Regions from separate parts of the Mus musculus genome. Here regions 1, 2, 4 and 5 are each linked to region 3. The links are chromatin contacts, called in public Hi-C and promoter capture Hi-C maps. All regions are on one chromosome and are shown on one strand. Each heading gives the region's core, a stretch centred on a gene start, on an enhancer-like site or on the middle of the called end of the contact. The rest is flanking DNA. Distances are from core to core; before and after follow the strand shown. Region 1 holds the start of Ccdc6 (coiled-coil domain containing 6). Region 2 holds the start of Slc16a9 (solute carrier family 16 (monocarboxylic acid transporters), member 9). Region 3 overlaps Bicc1 (BicC family RNA binding protein 1). Region 4 has its middle 72 kb from the start of Fam13c. Region 5 holds the start of Mrln (myoregulin).

Region 1 (4,030 bases), core at 271-2,770, 850 kb after region 3:
AATCTCTTTTTCTCCACTGGAAGGGTTTCATCTAATCAGCTGTGTGCAAGCGGCTCTGGCAATTTATCCTCCTTGATTCCTTGACATTTTCTTTCCGTGCTGCTGGCTGGGAAACTGTTTTGATCTGAATAGGGTTGTCTGTGGGGGATTCTGCATGTTAATGATGTAGAGTTGGCAAGGATGGGAGGTGAGAGCACAACGCGTACTTTTTCTAGTTACGTTTCGCCTCATCACCGCTACGGGGGCCTTTCCACTCGGCTACACCAGGAGGCTGATCTCAGACTAATCTTACCCTCTTCCAGGGGAGCCTCGAGGGGCCAGGTAGAAACAGAACAGATGGCCTGTGTTCCCGTCAAGTACCTAGACTCACAGGCAAGTACTCCTAAGACTCTCGAACCAATGAAGGAGACGCACGTACATCCTTGCTCAGCCAGGCAGTCCCAGCGGCCACCCTCCATCCTGGTTTCAAGCTCCAACCCTGTCCCAGCCAGCGCCAGACGTTACACTCCCCACTACTCTGTACCCGCCCACCCTCCGGGCCCAAAAGGACAGTGATTCCGAACGGGGTGCTGGTGTAGCCTCAGTGCCCGCCCTTCCCTTTCCATCCTGGCCAGAAAACTCCACTTCCCGGATTCCGGGCCACTCTCTCCCTCCCCCAGCGCCGGCGATCCAGCAAAGCGCCGTCCTCCTGCCAACTGGGGACCCAGCCCAGTGGCACACCCCGTCTCCCCAACTAACCCCTGGACAGACCCCAGCTTCGTCCACTCACGGGGGCTCCGGAGAGGGTGTCCCTCTATTCGGAGCCTTCAGGCACCCTAGGGTTGAGAAAGTCCCACCCCGCCCCCCCCCCAGCCACGCCGCCAGCCTCTAGCCCTGGCTCGGAGGGACCTCCACCCTAGGCGACGAGGGGACGTTGGGGAGTCTCCCTAGGCACCTCCAACACCTCAAGGGAGGGAGGGCGCTCGTGGCCCCAAGGCCCGCTCTCTGTGCCCGCAGGCCCGCAACCCCGCACGGGGGCGCGCACTCGGGGGTCCCCCCTGGTCCGCGGGGTGCACTCACGATGGTCACGCTGGCTTTGCGCAGGTCGCGGTTCTCCTCCTGCAGCGCCTTGCACTTGAGTTTGTAGGTCTCCAGCTCTATCTTGAGCACCTTGTTCTCCTGCTGCAGCGAGGCCAGGCGGTTGGTGAGCTCCTCCAGGCGGAACGGCGAGATGACAATGCCCCCCGACTTCCCGCCGCCGCCCCCGCCGCTGCCGCCCGAGGTCGCCGAGCAGGACGACTGCATGGCTGCCGGGCCGCCGCCCGCCGCGTCCGTGTCGCTCTCGCTCGCGCTGTCCGCCATGGCTGGGCGAGTGGGCGCGGGGAGCCGGGCGCCGAGGGCCGGGCGCGCGGCGAGTGGGCGCGCGGCGAGTGGGCGCGGGGCCGGGCGCGCGGCGGCGGCGGGGGAGCTGGGGAGCGGGGGAGCTCAGAGCGCGGCGCGGGCGGGCGGCAGGGCGCAGACGCGCGGCGGCGGCGGCGGAGAAAGAGAGGGCGCTTCCCGCGGCCGCGCGAGCTGCTCCGCCAGGGAACAGAGACCCCGCCCGGACTCGGGCAGTACTGCAGCGCCGGGACTCTGGCGCGCTCCGCGGGGCCGTCCCCGCAAAGCCCCAGCCCCAGCGCTCTCCTAGCAGCTGCACACAGACGCTCGAGCCCCCGCCGCCTCCCCGCGCACGTGCTCCCGCCCCGGAGGGTCCCCTGCGTCCCCGGGCCCCAGCCCCCCAACACACACACATACACCGCCGCGCCGCGCCGCCTCTTCCGGAGAAAGGCGGACCCCACGCAGCGCCAGCCCCGCAGGTGCCGGGACACGTGGGAGGGGCAGCCGGGCTCCTTGGGCCACCCCACCCTCCCACCCCCGCTCAGCTGGAGCCTGGCACCTTGGATCGGCGCCGGCGCGCGTGGATCTCCCCCAGGGTGCCCCGTGCAGACCGCGCTTGGGGCTGGGAACAGAAAGTTGCACTGCAGTGGGTCGAAAAAGAAGAGTATCTGTGTGTCTGTCTGTGTGTCTGTGTATCTATTTCTCTCCCTCTCTGTGTGTCTGTCTGTGTTGTGGCATGTCGGCAGCCACAGGTTAGCCTAGCTTGCCACAAGGCCCCGGTGCGTCCAGTTGTTTGAACCAGGCGCCACCCACCTTTTTCTCTTTACCTCCTGCAAAGACTCTGCACCGGTCACGGGGATAGGATTAAGAAACCAAGATTTGTCTAGTTAAAGAAACGGGAGCTTTATTTAATTTTTTTTTTTTTTTAATCTCAGAAGGGTTGAAACAAACTTCAAGTACCAATTTTCCAAAGTAACTGCAGGCACAATGCTAAACAAATAACCACGATTAAGTGAGGGGAACTGTATAACCATTATTATCCGCTGCTCTCCAACTCCTACAAAACTCCAGGAGCTAAAAAATAAAACCGTAATTACTACTGTAGAGAGCCCAGCTTCAAAGAATCAGAAATTCAAATACTGTTAGGCCCCTCCCTCTTAGGAGAGCTTGCTTGTAGGAAACAGGCCTAGCAGGTGAGAAGGGTCTAAACACTTCACCTCCTGATACAAAACAGCTTTCGTTTCTGGGGGAAAAAATGGAAAGTGAAACTAACCAGGCGGGCTTTATTATCCAAGTTTAGTCGACGGAAGAACAAACTCATGGAAACAAAATGCAAAATAAAGGGGTGCGGGATGAAAAGTGTTTTCTGGCTGTCAACTGTTTTATAGTTTTATAAAGCGCTTAGCCATGACTACATGGCTTTCCTGGCTCATAACCTTGTCTTTAAACCAAATTGGATCCAGTGGTTAGACATGTTTCGTCCCCACTGCTAAATAGGAACTGGTCTCACCTCGGAATAACTCTTAACCTGCCAGGGGTGAAACCTTGACCTCAGGTTTACCAAGATGGCTGCCTCTAGTCAACAACCCAGACATGCTAACTTCGGTGAGCCCTCCCACCCCCCAAGACGTCTCCTAGGTAGGCTTGAGTTTAGAGCTAGGAACACAGTCGGTGAAGCAAAATGTAACAATAAAAGTTAAAAATCCAGGGGAGTGCAGGAGAGCCTTTGGCTTTGCTCTCCAGCAGCAGAGCACCAGTGTAAATAATCCTCTGCTGAGGGAGCCACTTTGTCACTGAAGTTTACTTGGCTCCTTGACTTTTGCCATGTTGGGTCTGGGACAGGAGACACTCGGCTCCTTCGGTTACAGGACGCTTCTGGAAAAGCAGCTCGCGGGGTGAGATGGATGGGGTAAGGGGAGCACTGCCCGGGACTGGGGTTTAACTGCATTCTTTCCGCTTTATTCAGGGCAGTCTGGGGTGGGCGTGGCTTCCATACTTCACAAGTTTCTATTGTTCTTTTCTCACCCCACCTCCAGATTGCGGGGTTTGGAGGGCTTACAGCCCTTGGAGCATTCTCTCGGGAGTGAGGGGTGGGGACTAGCTCTCTCCGGTTTATCCCTAAAACTTACTGCCTTGGGAAGCCGACCTGCAGGCTTCCAGTCGGCAGAGGGGTGGAGTTTGAAGTGCCTGGTTTTCTTAAAGGGCCCGTGTCAGGCTAAGCTTGAGAACATCTTGGTCTTCCTTAGGGGAACTACAGTTTTGGCATGGTATCTGTAGTTAATCATCGGCTTGAGAAGATATTAGGAGAAAATTCTCATCTTCTCAAGCTTCCCTGCTGATACAGATGAGAATAAATTGGAGGATTCTTCTCCCCCATCCTGGTTTTTATTGTTACTGCAGAACAGAAGCTTACCTAATTTTCTACTTCTTGTAGAACTGATTCCCCTCATAAACAGACGATTTGTCACGACGCTGGTTCTGTAATAGCATTACAATGGAAACACCAGATACAAAACAGATCGGATCATTGTAAAAAACTCCTCAGCGTTCCAGGGGAAATGAATCAGAAGGTAGGTGGAAGGCTGAGTCCCCTGCAGGAAGAAGGGGCAAGGGAAGATGAGCGCCTCCCGTTGCAGAAATAATGAAATCACCATCACCCTGAGCTTAAGTCACC
Region 2 (4,187 bases), core at 1,500-3,999, 700 kb after region 3:
TTGCTGCCTTTGGACTCCTTCCTCCCTGACATCTTACACCATACATATGCAGAAGCATGCTGTCTTTCCTACCAGACTGAATAGAGGACATACCTTTTATTTTTTATTTTTTATTTTTGGGCTCAATAATTAATTATAGTTTAACCCTTTTGTCTACAAAGAATCATTTGGTATAAAAACAAAACAAAACAAAACAACCCTAAACATAAACACTAAGCTGGCTTAGAATACCAGCTTCTCTTCTTTGACAATCCTGAATTAAAACTGAATGATACTTCTCACTAGATGATTCTTTTCCAGAGAGCTGTGGTCCCTCAAGAAAGACCCCGATTCCTGTCTCCTTAACCCCTCTTCTTCTTCACACAACAGCAGTCTATCTGTACAAGTTGGGGGAAGTTTTAATGAAGAAAAGGGCCACAAAAAAAAAGAGGGTTCAAAAGTGGAAGGAGGGAATAAAGATGGCAAATCTGATGGCGTCTATCTAAGCATTAGCCTCTTGGTCTAGTCCAACGGTTCCCAACGTGTGGGCCGCAACCCTTTGGGGTCCAACGGCCCTTTCACAGGGGTCGAATATCAGATATCCTACATATCCTTTATTTACGTTACGATCCTTAACAGCAAAACTACAGTTATGAAATAGAAATGAAAATAATTTTATGGCTGGGGGGAGGTTGTCACCACAACATGATGAACTGTATTAAAGGGTCACAGCATTAGGAAGGTTGAAAACCTTTGCTCTAGGCAGTGGCCAGCTGTACCTGAAGCCCAGGACCTGCTGGGACATTCAGACACCAGCCACTCCCCATTGTCATAGCTGGTATTGCAGAGCTAAGCAAAGAAAATACTGCCGAACAGTGGTGGCGCACGTCTTTGATCCCAACACTTGGGAGGCAGAGGCAGGTGGATTTCTGAGTTTGAGGCCAGTCTGGTTTACAAATTGAGTTCCAGGACAGCCAGGACTACGCAGAGAAACCCTGTCTCAAAAAGCAAAACAAAACAAAACAAAAAACAGAAGAAGAAGAAGAAGAAGAAGAAGAAGAAGAAGAAGAAGAAGAGGAGGAGGAGGAGGAGGAGGAGGAGGAGGAGGAGGAGGAGGAGGAGGAGGAGGAGGAGGAGGAAAGAAAGGAAGGGAGGGAGGAAGGAAGGAAGGAAGGGAGGGAGGGAGGGAGGGAGGAAGGAAGGAAGGAAGGAAGGTAGGAAGAAAGGAAGAAAAGAAAAGAAAAGAAAAGAAAAGAAAAGAAAAAAATCCAGTCCAGAGTTCCTAATTTCACTCTTTGCCATCTTACCACGACCCTGAGGAGGAGGAGGAGGAGGAGGAGGAGGAGGAGGAGGAGGAGGAGGAGGAAAGAAAGAAAGAAAGAAAGAAAGAAAGAAAGAAAGAAAGAAAGAAAGAAAGAGAGAGAGAAAAGAAAGAAAAAAAATTTAAAAATCCAGTCCAGAGTTCCTAATGTCACTCTTTGCCATCTTACCACGCCCCTGGCCCTTTCTATAGAACCTTCATTAGAGACGAGTAGGATCCCTGTCTCTCCACTTACCCAAACACAGAAGGATGGGAAGCAAGGAAACCTGCTCTTCGGACATCGGCGGTGCTGAATATACAAGTTATTGCCAGTTGGCAGGTGAAAAGATTTTATTGTCTAATTTCTATTTGCTAGTCGAGGGTGGTTAATGGGTACCGACACTACTCTCTGCGCTCACAAAGTGTTTAACGGAGGCTGTAACCAATCGGCACACCCTTTCTTTCTCCAACCTAGCTCACTCCGTCTGTTGCCTAAGAGTATCTGAGTGGCCTCTGCTCTGCTCTGCTCTGCTCTAGGTGAACATGCCAATCTGGGCAAGTCAAGATGTCTAACTATTACCACTGAGCTGTAGCCCATCAGATGGGCCCAATGAGGCAAGTAAGATATCAACATAAATAATATGTAAATAATATCTGTAGTGTAAACACTGCCTAAACTTTCCGGATCATTTGTGCTGCATAGACCTGACATTCCAAGAACGAAGTAAAATCCCGACCTGATTGATGGTCAAGTTCCATGGCTTGCTGTTTCCCCTGAAGCCTCTGTGCATGGCTAAAACCAAAGAAGGGTTCCCTAGGCGAACCAGAGCTGAGGCATGCGCACCAAAATCCTTCTAAGTTTTGTTCAGGTGGCGGAGGAGCCGCCTGGCCGTTAGGCTCCTACACCCTGTAGCGCAGCCCGGGTGCTGCCCTGCCCGGAACCCAGCAGGATCTGCCCGCAACGTGAGCTGCTGTCCTTGCAGTTTACCAAACCTATGCGCCCCAGCCTGGATTCTCCCCAGCACCTGAGCCCACCTCCTCGGGAGCGGCCTTCTGGGAAGTGAGGACCCACTTGGGTCACACGTAGAAGGTATCCCAGGAGACTCATCTGGTGACATCCGAGCTCTCATCTCCCCCATTCTCCCTGCAAAAGGCAACCCTACGAGTATTTTTGCAGAGGCAGTTACTCTTTCTAGAAGAGGGTGCAGAGTGCTCCGCGGCGCTCTCAGGACGCTTTCAGCCCGGGCAGACCAGAAGCCGGCCGGTAGCTGTGCACCCGCGGGTGACAGCACCGCCTCCTTTCGGTGCAGTTTGCAGGGTGAGGGGACAGCTCCCGCCGGGACCTTCCCAGTTCCTGGGGTTTTTACCTGAGTCCCGGCCTCGGCTGGGGCCGCGGGCGCAGCTCCGGCCGCAGCTGCTGATCCGGGCCCTGCGCTGGGCGAGCAGTCCCGCTGCGCGCAATATACGGCCGCCGCCCTCTGCCCTCGGGACACATGGAGTGCAGCCCGCCCGGCCGGCTCCACCTTCCCCACCCCCACCGCCCACCCCGGGAAGTCACTCCCGGGGTGGTCCCACTCTCAGATCTCCTCTGCAGGGGCACCCTGGCCAGTCTGAACCGGCTGAGACTGCACGCCCGCTGGGGGAAGGAAGAGGAGGCGGAGGAGGAGGAGATGGAGGCGGTGGAAAAGCCGGCGGTAGGGGCGCTGCGTCTACACCCGTAGCTTAAGGCCCGGCTAGGAGTGGGGGGAGGGCCGGACCCGAGTCCCCTTGGTCTCCCGAAGCTCTCCCGCATACCCCCCGCCAAGCACCGTGTGCATTTGCGAGGAGCCTGTGTGGAACTGAATACAAGGGTCGCCTGCTCTCCCTGGCTTCCCTGGGTCGCTGGGAGCCTCCTGGCCAGAGCTGTACTCGTGGGCAGAGATCCCAGAGGAAAGCGAACTAGAAACCTAGAACTTTGTGAAGTTGGTACTCTTTGGCAGTAGGGAGTATAAGATGCCAAGGGCTTTCCTTTGGGACAACTCCGCGGGAAAGGCGGGTGTCCAGGAGGTCGAAGAGGGAGGGAGAAGTTATGTGAAGACCGTCAGGTGTCTTGAAGTAGAACCAGGCTGTCACTAGCTGTGGTGCAAAGCAACTCACGCTGGAGCTACCTACCATGCATGGCTCTCTGCGCTGTCACCGAAGCCCACTGCAGAAAACTTTAGGGTTCCAGGGGCTAACGAATGTGTGGACACCGTTCGCTCCAGGGATATGTCTGCAATGTGGCGTGTGCTCACCCTCTGCCCCATTAACTTTCTGTCTGTTGAATTCTTGAAGAGAACTATGTCTATCTAACAGCGTGAGAATTCCCTTCATACCACGCAAAGCCTGCGTTCTTAGGCGGCAAGGACTACCTCCTGCAAAGTTAAGAGTTGAGCCACCTAGGTCTTTTCAGCTTATTTCCTTATCTATGATATTTTCAGAATCTTGCCTGCATCGTGGAGAGTGGGGGAGGGTTGAGAAGTCAGAAAAGGTACGGAATCTGGCCATGCCCACCACCCTGAGAAGTGGCTTTAGCGCTTCTCTCCAACACCCCCTTTCTATTCAGGTTATGGAGAAGTCCTCTCAAACATATTATTCTTGTCCCCGGAGAGAGCTTACTTGCCACCCCCAGCACCCAAGTATAACTAAGCATGACTGCAGCTGCTGTCAAAACCATAGCACCAAAGAGGTAGAGGCTACCCTTATTAGAAAGCTCCGGGTCTCACTTAGAGACCCTCTCTTCAAAACCAAGGTGGACTGTTGCTGAGAAACACACACACAGACACACACACACACACACACACTCAAAGTGGAAGAAAAATCAGAAAAATACTTAATAGTAACAGTAGCCCACTGTGGTGATTCACACCTATACCCAATTGAAGAGGCA
Region 3 (4,234 bases), core at 572-3,071:
TCTGTAGTCATGGACGCCAGCCAGCACAAGATTCAGCCTGGACCAGCTTTGGTGTCAGGGTAGGACCTGGGTCCACATTCACAGGTGCTACTCCACTCTCTCATAGAGAAAGGTGCTTGCGTGCTCTCTTTCTCTCTCTCTCTCCCTCCCTCCCTCCTTCCCCCACATCTCTTCCCTAATTCTATTCAGTTTTTTGTGTGTACACATGTAAGTGCATGTGTGTATGTGTGTGTGCACATGTAAGTGTATGTGTGTGCATGTGTGTTGATGTGTGTATATATGTATGTATGTATATGTGCAAGTACAGGTATATATGGAGATGTGCGTGTGTGTGTGTGTGTGTGTGTGTGTGTGCGTGTGTATCCATGTGTCCACACTCACGTGTGTAAGCCACAGAAGGATGTGCAGTTAGATTCTCGAGTAGGAAGTCCTGAATTACTAAGGTAGATAAATCTGCCATACTTTACTAAAATTTCTAAACCAGAGATGCCATCTTGTGTATAGAATGCTTTATGTGTATCTGTCTTGCATATGATTTCTACATGAGTAAATGTGATATTTTCTGTTCACCTGGAGGAAACAACCACACTTATTATTATTTTATTTTTTAGAGAAAACTTTAAAGCGCCCCAAGACTGGGGGAGCAAGGTTGAGTGAGTTCAGAGATTGAGACCAGGCCATGGGATTTAGACATCATAAAGCCCTGTTTGACTAACTTAATCACAAATACCATCAGTTCAGATTCCGAGAAGGGCTTGGCCAAACAAAGACAGAAATAAAAAGAATTCCAAGAGCTCAGGAGAAAAACGAACCTATGTTAGGCTGAAAGAAATTGTGTTTTGATGGCTGGATTCTAAGTACTACTACTACTACTACACACACACACACACACACACACATACACACATACATATACACACATACATACACATATGTGTTTATATATGTATACATATGTATATATACACATGTATGTTTATATATATACATATATATGCTTAGACATTTAGTATATAAAAGATATATAAATTATATAATTCTATATGTATATGACATATACATATAGGAAGTAAGGAAAATTTATATATATACACAATTATTATTATTTATAAAATATATCATTATATATAACATAATATAACACACACACATATATTTCATAAGATTTGCCACAGATGTGGTCTCACTGGGGGTTGGTGGTGCCTAGAGGTACGTCAGCTAACCATTAGACCGTGTATGTTAAAAAAAAAAAGAAGCCAACTGTAACTGTGCAATCTATACGTGATGGTGGGTTTGATTTGGCTTCTGCAGGTAATGAGGTGGTGAGGAGGAATGCTTCAGTATGAAGCCCAGAGGCTGTGTAGTGGGGCAGCTGGACTTTGACACCAAGAATTTGCTAAATTTCTAAGCATGCCTGGATAGGAATCCATACCTTAAAAGGTTAGGTAGGGATCGGGACCTGCATGCTGGCTGCCCACAGCATCATGCTCTCAATGGTTTGCAGACACATAGACACACACACACATACACACACACACATAGTAGGTGGGGACTCACGTTTTACGGGAGTGTCAGGAGCAGAGGCTGATAGGGGGTGGTATCCAGCCTCCTGTGGCCACTCATTTACATTTTCATTACCCTTCTGTCATTGTATGCCTACCTCAGTGTCATCTTTTTTCCCCCCATTATGTGTTTTCATAGTCTGTGATTGTGAAAAGTGTTGAGCGAAATGCCTTAAATATGTATGAAGCAAGGAAGTGTCTCCTCGGACTTGAAAGCAGTGGGGTTTCCATAGCAACCAGTCTATCCCCAGCATCGTGCCCTGCCGGCCTGGCCTGTCCCAGCCTGGATATCTTAGCTTCGGCAGGCCTCGGACTCACTGGACTAGGTATAAAGTTTATTATTACCACTGGGGAACGGCTTATCGGGTTCCCTGCCCTTTTCTACCATTGTGCTGTGTCTAAATTCTATTTTCTCCTCTGAGCCCCAAAGCCCGGTGACGGTGACAAGCAACCGGGTCGGGACCTGATTCATCTGGCCTGAGTTTTTTCTTTTGTTAGCCTCCGTGGTTTTGGGTTGCCCAGATTCCTCCGATGCCAGTGTAAATAATCGCAGCCTGCCTGCTCTTGTTCTCCGTGGCGCGTGTTTGTTCTGCTAAATTAAGAATGCCATCGAGATGGAGGGGAGCCGCTGACGGTGATGGATGCGCTCTGTGTTGTCTTGCTTTGGCTGTACTGCCCTCCCTCCCTAGAGATAAAGATCCAGTTTGTTCCAAAAAGTAATTGCAAATCTGGAGGGCAGCTAGAGAAGGGGGAGGGGAGAGTCCCTGAACCCACTCCCCCACCTCCCATTCCCCTACCCTACAGCTAGGCCTGATAAACCCAAGGCCAAGCCAAGCTTATACCACTCATGGAAAGTGCAGTGAGTCCTTGCTGATCCTGAAATAGTGCCCTCATCTAGAAGACCTTTCTTGTAAGCTGGCCAAGAGCTCTGTTAGCATTAGACCAGGCTTACCATTTTCCTTCTCGTTTCCCAGATGCCTTCATGTATAAGGAGAGCACAGTAGGTCACATACATAGTAGGATGGGCTGTGTTAGAGCTCACTGGTAGGATGCACGCATGAAGACCTAGGTCCGATCCCCAACACTGAAAGACGTCATGTGTGTAAAACCTGTTTGGGCTCCAAACTGTCACACTCAGACACTACTATGGTGATGCAGGTTCTTCCTCAACCAAAGCTGTCTCTTCCACACAGGCCTGAACAGCCATAGCAACACAGCAATACTGTGGACTGGGACGTCCTGGTGGACTTACAACAGTTCTCAGCCTGTGGGTCGCAGCCCCTTTGGGGGTTGCACAACCCTTTTGCAGGGGCTGCCTATCATATATCCTGTATGGCAGTTACACCAAGATTTGAAACAGTAGCAAAATTATAGTTATGAAGTGGCAGCAAAATAATTTTATGGTTGGGGGGGCTCACCACAACAGCAACTGTATTAAAGGATGGTGGCATTAGGAACGGTGAGAACTGCTGACTTAGAAGGGGCCCGTTTTATTGTGTTCTAGTTGAGAAAGTGGTTGGAGAAGCCGAGTTCCCTGAGTGGAGGAGAGGTTTCCTTGGCCACCCAGCTCCTATAACACTGACCCATGTGCACTTCAGAAAACACACAGAAATGAACATCATCTTTTAGACCCCAAATTCCCAAAGGAGAATCTCCCTGGTTACAGCAGGCGCTAGGTTTCTTGAGAGCAGAGAGAATCCAGCACAATCCCTGGGCAAGTTTTAGTCATTGGGTTGGAGCCCACAGGAGTCAGTGTGTGCTCAGACCCGCACGCAACCATCTGGTCCAGCATCCTGTGTACGAAGTATCAGCCAGCCAGTCTACCACAGGAAAGGCGCTCCTAGGCGCTGCCGCTCGTGAACGCTTGGGAAGGGCTCTGTTGGGAAGCTGATACCAAGTGAGTCAGGGGAGAATTAAAAAACAAAAAACAAAACAAACAAACAAAAAAACAAAAAACAAGCTTCTGCTTGAGCTGAGGTTCGTCCATCCTAGGTTGTCAGCGGGCTTGTGTCTAGGAGTTCTAAGTATGGCTGGCTGCTTGTGCTAGATTGGGCACACCGGTCTCCCCAATCTTATGGCATCTATTGTCTATTTGAGGACGAGCAAATTCCATGGTTGGAGATGTGGAAAAGGCAAGATTTCACGGGAATATCTGAAATAACATCAAAAGAAAAAAAAAGCGAAACAACAAAACCAAACCTGTCACTCGAATGTGACAGATTAGAAAGCACCAGGTTCTATCGATGCTTGTTCCACAAGACAGTATGAGTGGCGTCCCTGTTTTTGAATCTTGAACGTAGGTGTATTTGACTTGGCTTTTATTCTTTACAGGTTTATTGGGGCCCACCACATTGTCGCTCAATACGTCAGCCACCCCAAACTCACTCCTGAATGCTCTCAACACTTCGGTCAGTCCTTTGCAAAGTTCAAGTTCTGGTACTCCCAGTCCTACACTGTGGGCACCCCCAATCGCTAACACTGCAAGCGCCACAGGTTAGTGCCCCTTAAAGCATCAAGAAGTGGGAATTCATAGATACTGCCCTTTTTCTTTCTTTCAATAGAATTTACAAGGGATCCCATTTCTTCAAGTGAAAAAAATAATCACTGTTCTAAGACTGCATCCTCTAGCCCTAAGGAAATTTACACTCCCCTGCTGTGTAAATTAGTTTAAA
Region 4 (4,100 bases), core at 569-3,068, 580 kb after region 3:
AGTGAGTCAGGCACACCTGGCTATTGCCAGGTAACTGTGGGGCGGAGACTAAATGCCAACAGTATCTAGGTTCCCAGAACAACAACAACAACAACAAACCATTGTCACAGCCAAAGGAAGACACAATGGCTGCAGGTATCACAGGGTACTGGGATATGAAAAGACTGTTAGTAGCTAAACATGCTTGCAATAAGTTAAAGGCTGGTTTAAAACTGCATTCTTTTCTACTGTAAAACAAAACGGTAACACACTGATAACAAGAAGGTGACAGTACACACCTGTAATCCTGTAATCAGCAGGAGATGCTGAGGCAGGAGGATATCAGGTTTGAGGGGTACCTATGCTGCATTGCAAGACCTTGTCTCAAATTCAGGGGTGGTGTGTGAAGAAAACACTATGTTAAAAAAAAAGATTAAGGAACAGAAATAAACTCTGGGGTTTAGTTAATAAGAGCATCGATACTGGTTCCTAAAGAGTAATTCTAAAGCAGGCTGTCAATCAAGTAAAACAGGCGTAGCTATCACAGCTCTTCTGTGAATTGCAAGCCAGTTTAAATCCTTTTTTTATTGTAAAAGGAAATGTTAGCACCTTGAGGACTGGAAAATTAACGTGCTTGGATTAGTTGGTTGGTTGGTTGGTTTTGTTTTTTCTGATATCCCCAACTTTTTAGTCTCAAAGGGAGAAAGTGTGCATGTAGAAAGAAAGAAAAAAGAAAAAAGAAAAAAAAAAGACGCTGTTCCCTAAAACCAACACAGTAGCAAGCAAGATGAAAAACGCAGCTTAAGCTTCCAGAGGATTTCAATTCAGCTTAAAGTACAGAAACAAATGCCGCCGTGCATTAAACTAACCTGAAAGGTTTCAAGTGTACCCTTCAAAAGTTGTGTTTATTCCAAATTCACCTGGAAGAGGCGTGGATTGCCACCTGTCGACTTAGCCCTGTGCCTCATCAGTGTATAACGTCACTGGGTCCTGTCGAATGGGGTGTGCGGCAAGCAGAAAACACAACAGTTGGGCCAGATCCCAAACTGGAGAACAGAGCTGAGTTATGGGAAAGGGGGTGGGGGTGGGGGACACAAAAAAGGAAGAGGGAGGGGGGGGTTAGAAGGGACTTCTGGCTGAGGTGGCTCATCACCTGAGACCAAAGGCTTCCCAGGAACTCCAAGCCTTCCCAGGTGAGAAGGAAGCTCTTTGCAGCCATGTTCCCTAGCAAAGCAGGCTGTGTGGGCAAGGCCCTGACTTCCATGGAAGGACTGTGTTTGTGAGCTGCCCGAGTAAATAGACATCTTCTAAAGGAACTGCAGACCCCACCGCCCTGTGTTTCCAGCGTCACTTGCGCACCCCAGTGGGGCAAGCTGTAGAGTTCTTAGCCAGTCCTCTGCAGTAGATATGAATGCTTTCAGACTCCAGCATCAGGCTTGGAACTTCAGCTACGGGGCTGAGGCAGGGAATCGTGAGTTCAAAACCAGCCTAAGGAGCTCAGTGAGACCTTGTCTCAAAATAAAAACAGGAACATCAAAGTGGAGCTGGGAATACAGAAGGCTTGCTCAGTGAGAGTGTGCTGTTCAGTCTCCAGCAGAAAATAAATCCAAACACAAAAACCAGAAAGGAAATCTACTCAAAGTTTGGACTAAGCGTCTACTATTTTGTTCCATAAAACAAACTTGGATGCTGTTGACAAAAAGGTACTAGTCTACACTGAAATAAACTACAAAGGTTTTGGGGGACATTAGAATAGGAGTTTATTACAGTCCTGGGCTGGTGTAGAGCAGGCAGGCAGCCATTCAGGAGTCAGACTCCAGTTGCCCTGTGGCGCCATCTTGCTTTAGGGCGGTAAAACTACTCGCTTTGGGAACCAGGCTGAAAGCCCGGGAAAGTGTCCCTAGCTGCTTCAAAACAGCAGCTACAAGTCAGCTCACACTGCACCAGCAAAGCCCGCAGGGCTGGGGAACATGGTCCCCAGGCTGGGCGCATGCTCATTAGCTGGGCAGCACCTGCCAGCCACTAGCCTGCACCACAGAGCCAGAAGGTATTCCTTCGGGGGGAGGGGGGGGGAGCCATCTCAGCCACCCTGGGGAGATGCAGAGCCTTAATGACAATCTGACTCCTTCTCAGACTCTGGGGAATCCAAAGCATAAGGCAGAAAGAATTTACTTCTAATTTCACCCCCTTGGAGCAGAAGTTACAGTAACTGAAAGAACCTGGAGAAAAAGCATAAAAGCTTTACACTAGAATCTCCCAAAGTACTGCCTGGGACAGAAGGCCAAAACTAGCACTTGCTGCCTTTCTGCCACAGAACACAGAATGCAGAACTATTCTGTGCAGAAATGACAATGTAACCTCCACCCCCCAATCTCCAGGCCCCTTCCAGCAAAGTCCAGGTTCTGTCCATTCTCATTGTACCAACAAATGCAGGCATCAACTTTTAAAAGTTTCAAGATGGTCTGGTCTTTGGTTCATTTATTTTTATTCTTTGCAGCCGGTGGGAGGCTGGAGGCTGACACAGTGTCTGCTTAGGAGTCGGAAGACATTGTTTCTAGTGGTTGTGGATATCTTGCCCCCTGGGGTTCCAGCAAAGAGCCAGGAAGAGATGTTTGGAGTGGTGGGTTGTTCCATCTGTTCTGTGGGGTTTGTCTGAGACAGCTTACACAGTAGGGGAGCATCCAGTTGTTGCAATAGAATCCCAGTGTGGAGAGATTCCGTTTACTATGTATGATGCTCTCTTGGGTCTGCTGGGGAGATGGCTGCTCCTGTTCACCTGTTCTGCTTTCTTCCTTGATCCAGCAATGGCCTTGGCAGAAAACAAAGGAAAGGAAAGATCGAGGGGAGGCGAGGCGAGGCGAGGCGAGGCGAGGCGAGGCGAGGCAGAAAAAGAGAAAAATCTAGTCTGCCACGCCCACTTTTCTCTTACCCTCACCCATTCCTGGCCAGAGAGTTTGGTATCCATGCACACATTTTCTGGACTCTTACCTTCGTTGTGCTTGTTAATTTTGCCGCTGCCACTGCTGCATTATGCTGAGTTAAACAGAAGATGAGCCAGCAAGATGCCTCCATGGTTAATAGCACTTGCTGCCAAGCATGATGATCTGAGTTCAATTCCCAGGCCCTACATCAGGGAAGGAGAGAACTGACTCCCAAAAGTTGTGTTCTGATTCCCACGTGTGCATGGCATGGCATAGAAGAGTACGCAGGAGTATTCTCTCTCTCTCTCTCTCTCTCTCTCTCTCTCTCTCTCACACACACACACACACACACACACTCAAATATAATTTTTATATATCGGTAGGGAAATGGAGGCAAGATCCTAGCTCTACAGATTCTCTACTTTCTGGTGAATGAACTCAAGGTCTTCACCTCCCTGCCCCCAAATAGCTACTGTTATCTTCCTCAATGACTGATCAAGGCCTGGTGTGTCCTGGAGGAGTCAGATGACATCATCATGGCTTTGCTAGGGACAGACCCAATGGACCATTTGACTTCTTAGTTCGCTCAGGGATTTGGTAGACCTGTGTAGAAAAGTCTTTTTTCCTGCCCATTTCCATCCTTTGAGGATCAACAGCCATTTCATTTGATGCTCACGAAGCAACCTGACCTGAAGATCTCTCGGAATGGGGTGACTTTGGAAAAGTGACTTTGGGGTGACTGGTCAGTTGACTCCCCACAGAGAGGAGAAAGAAAAGCCTCCGGTCCTCAGGGATAAACCGGTGCTTGCTGGATGTTCCCATGGTAGAGACATTTTGGTAATAAGAACCAATATCAGTAATATTATCATTGATAAATAATTAGATATATCTTAATAACTTCCATGCAAAGGCATACCAATTATTATATTCCCTTTCAAGGTCACTGTTTTTGTTGTTATCCGGAGAACATCACATTGGCATTTTGATAGCAGAGTTATCAGATCAACGAAGCATTACTGGACCTGACCCAAGTACTTCAAAACCTGTTATTTTTGAAACCATAAGCTTATTGCTAATTACTAATTATTTCAAGCAGGCTTATTATACATTTCAAGCATGGAGAAGCCTTCCTTGCATCCTTCTGAACAGAGGTCTCTCATTAGCAGTGCTAATTTTTGCTAACCTCTCCCCACCCAGTCC
Region 5 (3,843 bases), core at 1,343-3,842, 750 kb after region 3:
ACCTCTCTGGGGATGGGGGAGTGCAGTCTGAGGGCCCTGGGGACCGCTGGAGCTGGCTCAGGGGTCCCCGGGCCCCTAGGGAGGCTGGAGCCATCTGGTTCTCAGGCTCTTCGACTGAGGGGGAAAGGGCAGGGTTGGGGGGGGTTCTGACTGGGTCCCTCGGGGAGAAGAGTCCTTGGCTTATCGGCGCGGGGGAGTGGGCATGTGTGGCTTGGTGGTCGTGGCTGGGAGTGCTGAGAGACCTTCCACAGGAGATTAGGCGGCCAGTTCTTTCAGAGAAAGCCTTCTCCATTGCTTCTCAGGGCGGATCCCAATGAAAAGAGGCGGACCATGGTTTTTAATAGATTTATGGACACGTTTTTATGGGGTTTCAAGCCTGTGCTCCACCAAGAACCAGGCTGCCTTCACGGTCCACTGCCACATATGGGTGTTCTGTCTACATGTATGTAGACATGTTAGTGTTCATGGAGGCCAGAAGAGGGCACTGGATCCCTGGAACTGAAATTACAGATGGTTATGAGCCACCACGTGGGTGTGTCAGGAACTGAACCCCAGTTTTCTGGAAGAGCAGCAAGTGATCTTAACCACTGAGCCATCTCTTCAGCCTCCCAAACTCAGGTTTTCTGTGGATGCTGGAGATATCAGCACAGGGCCTCACCCATGCGCATGCGCACCAAGCATTTTGCCACCATCGCCCTAACCCAGCAAGGTTTATCTTTATGCCATTTTTTTTCTAAACTCATTCAGCTATTATAAAGATTACAATACTCAGGTTGGGGTCCCCCAAGAGTTCTGAATCATGAAGAAGCCTGCTCTCTTATAGGAGTTACTCATAAAATCCCCACACTCTCCTGCCACATGAATGGCTTATGGGCTGTTCTGGCCTAGGGCCATGGCTGTACACAGCAGATATTCCACACACCTTTGCACAGTGTAGGCTTATAGAGGAAACCACACATCCCATCCTGGAGGCCCAGAGTCACACTGTGGAAAGCAAGTGTTCTCTGACAACCTTCCTTTCCAGTCTGTGTAAGCAAAGAGAGCCACAGAAGGGCACAAGAAAGGGAGAAAGGGGCATGCTGGGTATACCAGACTGGGGGGGGGGTCGGGGGTGGGACTGCCCCATCATCACAGATCCTAGCTATAGCCCTCCTCAAGTCTTGGGTGGTGAGCGAGATAGCACCTTCCCGTTCTCCCACAGCGGTGGCATGCACCATTCTGAAAACGAAGACGTTAAAGACTTTAAATGTGGCACAGTTTTATAGGAGCTTGTTTCTCAGACTAATATTTCCTATCGAGCATAGTGTTTGTAGGCTCTGCAACTGAACTTGAAATGGCAGATTATTCTCAAGATTAAGTCCATTGAATGAAGGATTTTTATAGATGACATTTAAATTTCTGTCAGTACTCACAGCCACTTATGTTACACTATTGTCAAATACCCAAACCGGTGCAAGATAGATAATAATTCATTTCACCAGTGAGGAAGCTGAGGTTCAGAGAGGCTGAGGCCCTGTGTACAGTCTTACAACCACTCTTACCCAGTCCACTTCTGTGTCTCTGGGATTCACTTTAATGCCTCTGTCAAGATTACACCGATGCTGGGCAGTGATGGCACACAGATGTAGTCGCTCCTAGCACTCAGGAAGCAGAGGCAGGTGGATCTCTGAATTTGAGGCCAGCCTGGTCTACAGACCGAGTTCCAGGACAGCCAGGGCTGCACAGGGAAACCCTGTCTCGCAAAACCAACCAAACAAAAAAAGTTTCTAAACAACAGCAAAAATAGTTTGTATCTAGACATGTACACATGCCCAGGAATGAGACTCACACAGCCAAAGCAGAGAGCTATGCTAATATATGGCCTTGAAGAGGGACTGGGATATCAAGTGTCAGTTTTGCCCAGGATGACTGGGCAAGGCATCTGGCTCTCTGAATTCCAGGGTCCTCCCTTGCCAGACAGAAAACACAGTGACCTACTTCTCAGGCCTCTGAGAAGTGACCATGTCAAAGAGGCTGCAGAGACAGGGCCGTTGGTTACAAAGCTAGTAAGCAATGCGATGGGTCCCTCTGCCCCAAACCCAGAACAGGGGATAACAACAGGGCACCATGCCTCCCCCCGCTCTCCCACTTTGATTCCTGTAAGTAAAAACTCCCTTTGAAAACACTGGGATTCTATCTGGAGAAGGAAACACAGGGAGATGGGTCAAGCTGCAAGCCCAGGGCTCAGCCGAGCAATTTATATCCAGCGTTATTAATCACCTGCTCCGCTTGCCGTGAGCCAAAACCAAAAAGAAAGGAGTAGGATTCTGACTCACTAATCTCCCTTATCATCAGCCTCGTAAAACTTGGAGGGATGTTGAAATGCAGGCAGTGGAAACCAGCTTGGGGAGTCAGCAACTTTTAGCCTTCATTATTTCTAATGAGAGGCAACAAGAGTTTCGTTCGCCTCTCCCTGTGTCAACACTACTTAAAAATATAAACGCAAGCAACACTTACTGTTCAGGGGTGCAACGGAGCCAAGTCCAAAGTCCTGGGAATGGCCGCCCTTCCTTTCAAAAACACCATCTGCTCTCCATGGACGAAAAGCTCACTGGGCTGTTATTAGTAACTGGCTCCGAGTGTTAGGCAGAAACCTGAGCCAGAATGTCATGGGGAGGAGGCAAGAGAAACTGACAGACACAGGTGGGATAGAGTCTAACAAAATATATTTACATTGAAGTCAAGCAAGCCGCTAGGCGGGGATGCCTTAAGTCCCCATGGTAGCTGTTCTAAACTATCAGCAAGCAACAACAAATCTCCTCCACTGTGAGAACATAGCCCCTTCTCTTCTGCACACTCCTTTTCTGCAGGGAGCTGGCTTTTAAAAACTGTTTTAGTTTTATTTCTGTGTGTGTGTGTCTGTGTGTGTAATGTCATGTGTATGTGTGTGGGGGGTGTCAGGGGTGTTTAAGGAGGGCAATAAGGAATATCAGGCCTGCTGGAGCTATAGTTACAGGTGGGTGACTACTTGTAAATTCTGGAAACTCAACCCAGGCCCTCTGTGAGAGCAATGTGTGGTCTTAACTGCTGAGCCACCTTTCTAGCCTGTTTGCTTGCCTGCCTTTCTTTCTTCTTTCTTTCTCTTTCTTTCTTTCCTTCTTTCTTTCTTTCTTCTTCCTTCCTTCCTTCCTTTCTTTCTTTCTTTCTTTCTTTTTCTTTTTTCTTTCCTTTTCTCTCTCTCTCTCTGCCTTTCCTTCCTTCTCTTCTGTCTGCCTTTCCTTCCTTCTTTCTTTCTTCCTTCCTTTATTTTCTTTCTTTTTTTCCTTTTCTCTCTCTCTCTCTCTCTGCCTTTCCTTCCTTCTCTTCTGTCTGCCTTTCCTTCCTTCTTTCTTTCTTCCTTCCTTTCTTTTCTCTTTCTTTCTTTCTTTCTTTCTTTCTTTCTTTCTTTTTCTCTCTTTCTTTCTTTCTCTTTTCTCTCTCTCTGCCTTTCCTTCCTTCTCTTCTATCTGCCCTTCCTTCCTTCCTTCCTTCTTTCCTTCCTTCCTTCCTTCCTTCCTTCCTTCCTTCCTTCCTTCCTTCCTTCCTTCTTTCTCTTCCTTTCTTCCTTTCTTTCTCTTTTAAGATTTATCTATTTATTTCATGGGAGTACGCTGTTGCTCTCTTCAGACACACCAGAAGAGAGCATCAGATATCGCTATACATGGTTGTGAGCCACCATGGGGTTGCTGGGAATTGAACTCGGGACCTCTGGAAGAACAGTCAGTGCTCTTAACCACTGAGCCATCTCTCCAGCCCACTTTCTGATATCTAAATATCTTTTTGTGTTTATGAATTTAACCTAGTCTATTTTGATTCTCCCGTTTT

Evidence for each region. Promoter capture Hi-C pulls out the DNA fragments that hold promoters and counts their contacts. A called contact is a pair of places that touch in the nucleus more often than the background predicts.
Region 1: a contact with region 3 is called in a promoter capture Hi-C map of hippocampal neurons, with 3 times the contacts expected there. The contact joins the promoter of Ccdc6 here to the enhancer-like site in region 3. A contact is called at or near these places in 2 of 39 promoter capture datasets (the C10 cell line and hippocampal neurons), 4 of 115 datasets of contacts at active chromatin or transcription factors (astrocytes, embryonic forebrain, embryonic limb bud and 1 more) and 1 of 9 other capture datasets (embryonic stem cells).
Region 2: a contact with region 3 is called in a promoter capture Hi-C map of hippocampal neurons, with 2.4 times the contacts expected there. The contact joins the promoter of Slc16a9 here to the enhancer-like site in region 3. A contact is called at or near these places in 8 of 39 promoter capture datasets (the 3T3-L1 cell line, embryonic stem cells, hippocampal neurons and 4 more), 2 of 115 datasets of contacts at active chromatin or transcription factors (embryonic stem cells and stem cell-derived neural progenitor cells) and 1 of 9 other capture datasets (embryonic stem cells).
Region 4: a contact with region 3 is called in a Hi-C map of cortical neurons, with 2.3 times the contacts expected there. The contact joins two enhancer-like sites. A contact is called at or near these places in 2 of 15 datasets of contacts at CTCF or cohesin (embryonic stem cells and pro-B cells), 38 of 484 Hi-C or Micro-C datasets (3T3-L1-derived adipocytes, the C2C12 cell line, the HL-1 cell line and 25 more), 11 of 115 datasets of contacts at active chromatin or transcription factors (SST interneurons, astrocytes, embryonic basal ganglia and 4 more) and 1 of 9 other capture datasets (embryonic stem cells).
Region 5: a promoter capture Hi-C map of hippocampal neurons shows a contact between it and region 3, with 2.9 times the contacts expected there. The contact joins the promoter of Mrln here to the enhancer-like site in region 3. A contact is called at or near these places in 7 of 39 promoter capture datasets (the 3T3-L1 cell line, cranial neural crest, frontonasal cranial neural crest and 4 more), 4 of 484 Hi-C or Micro-C datasets (the N1E-115 cell line, embryonic fibroblasts and embryonic stem cells), 2 of 115 datasets of contacts at active chromatin or transcription factors (astrocytes and embryonic stem cells) and 1 of 9 other capture datasets (embryonic stem cells).

The regions. Positions count from the first base shown.
Region 1 is chr10:70,094,611-70,098,640 of GRCm38.p6, reverse strand. It overlaps Ccdc6 (coiled-coil domain containing 6), which reads right to left and starts at 1,520. Exons shown (of 9, transcript NM_001111121.1): 1 at 1,060-1,520. The coding sequence starts at 1,341. It overlaps Gm51771 (a long non-coding RNA gene), which reads left to right. Exons shown (of 3, transcript XR_003948903.1): 3 at 3,791-4,030.
Region 2 is chr10:70,243,838-70,248,024 of GRCm38.p6, reverse strand. Slc16a9 (solute carrier family 16 (monocarboxylic acid transporters), member 9) reads right to left here and starts at 2,749. Exons shown (of 6, transcript NM_025807.3): 1 at 2,647-2,749.
Region 3 is chr10:70,947,593-70,951,826 of GRCm38.p6, reverse strand. It overlaps Bicc1 (BicC family RNA binding protein 1), which reads left to right. Exons shown (of 21, transcript NM_031397.3): 10 at 1,702-1,888; 11 at 3,894-4,055. Among named protein-coding and RNA genes, the nearest start is that of Gm24486, 68 kb to the right of the region's middle. Within about 2 kb of position 1,821, at least 58 of the 459 cell types and tissues checked have an H3K27ac peak or open chromatin away from gene starts, as enhancers often do. A contact at or near this core is called in astrocytes, cerebral cortex, cortical neurons and 3 more, where this site is marked.
Region 4 is chr10:70,366,674-70,370,773 of GRCm38.p6, reverse strand. No RefSeq gene overlaps it. Among named protein-coding and RNA genes, the nearest start is that of Fam13c, 72 kb to the left of the region's middle. Within about 2 kb of position 1,818, at least 55 of the 459 cell types and tissues checked have an H3K27ac peak or open chromatin away from gene starts, as enhancers often do. A contact at or near this core is called in cerebral cortex and cortical neurons, where this site is marked.
Region 5 is chr10:70,203,413-70,207,255 of GRCm38.p6, reverse strand. Mrln (myoregulin) reads right to left here and starts at 2,592. Exons shown (of 3, transcript NM_001304739.1): 1 at 2,497-2,592.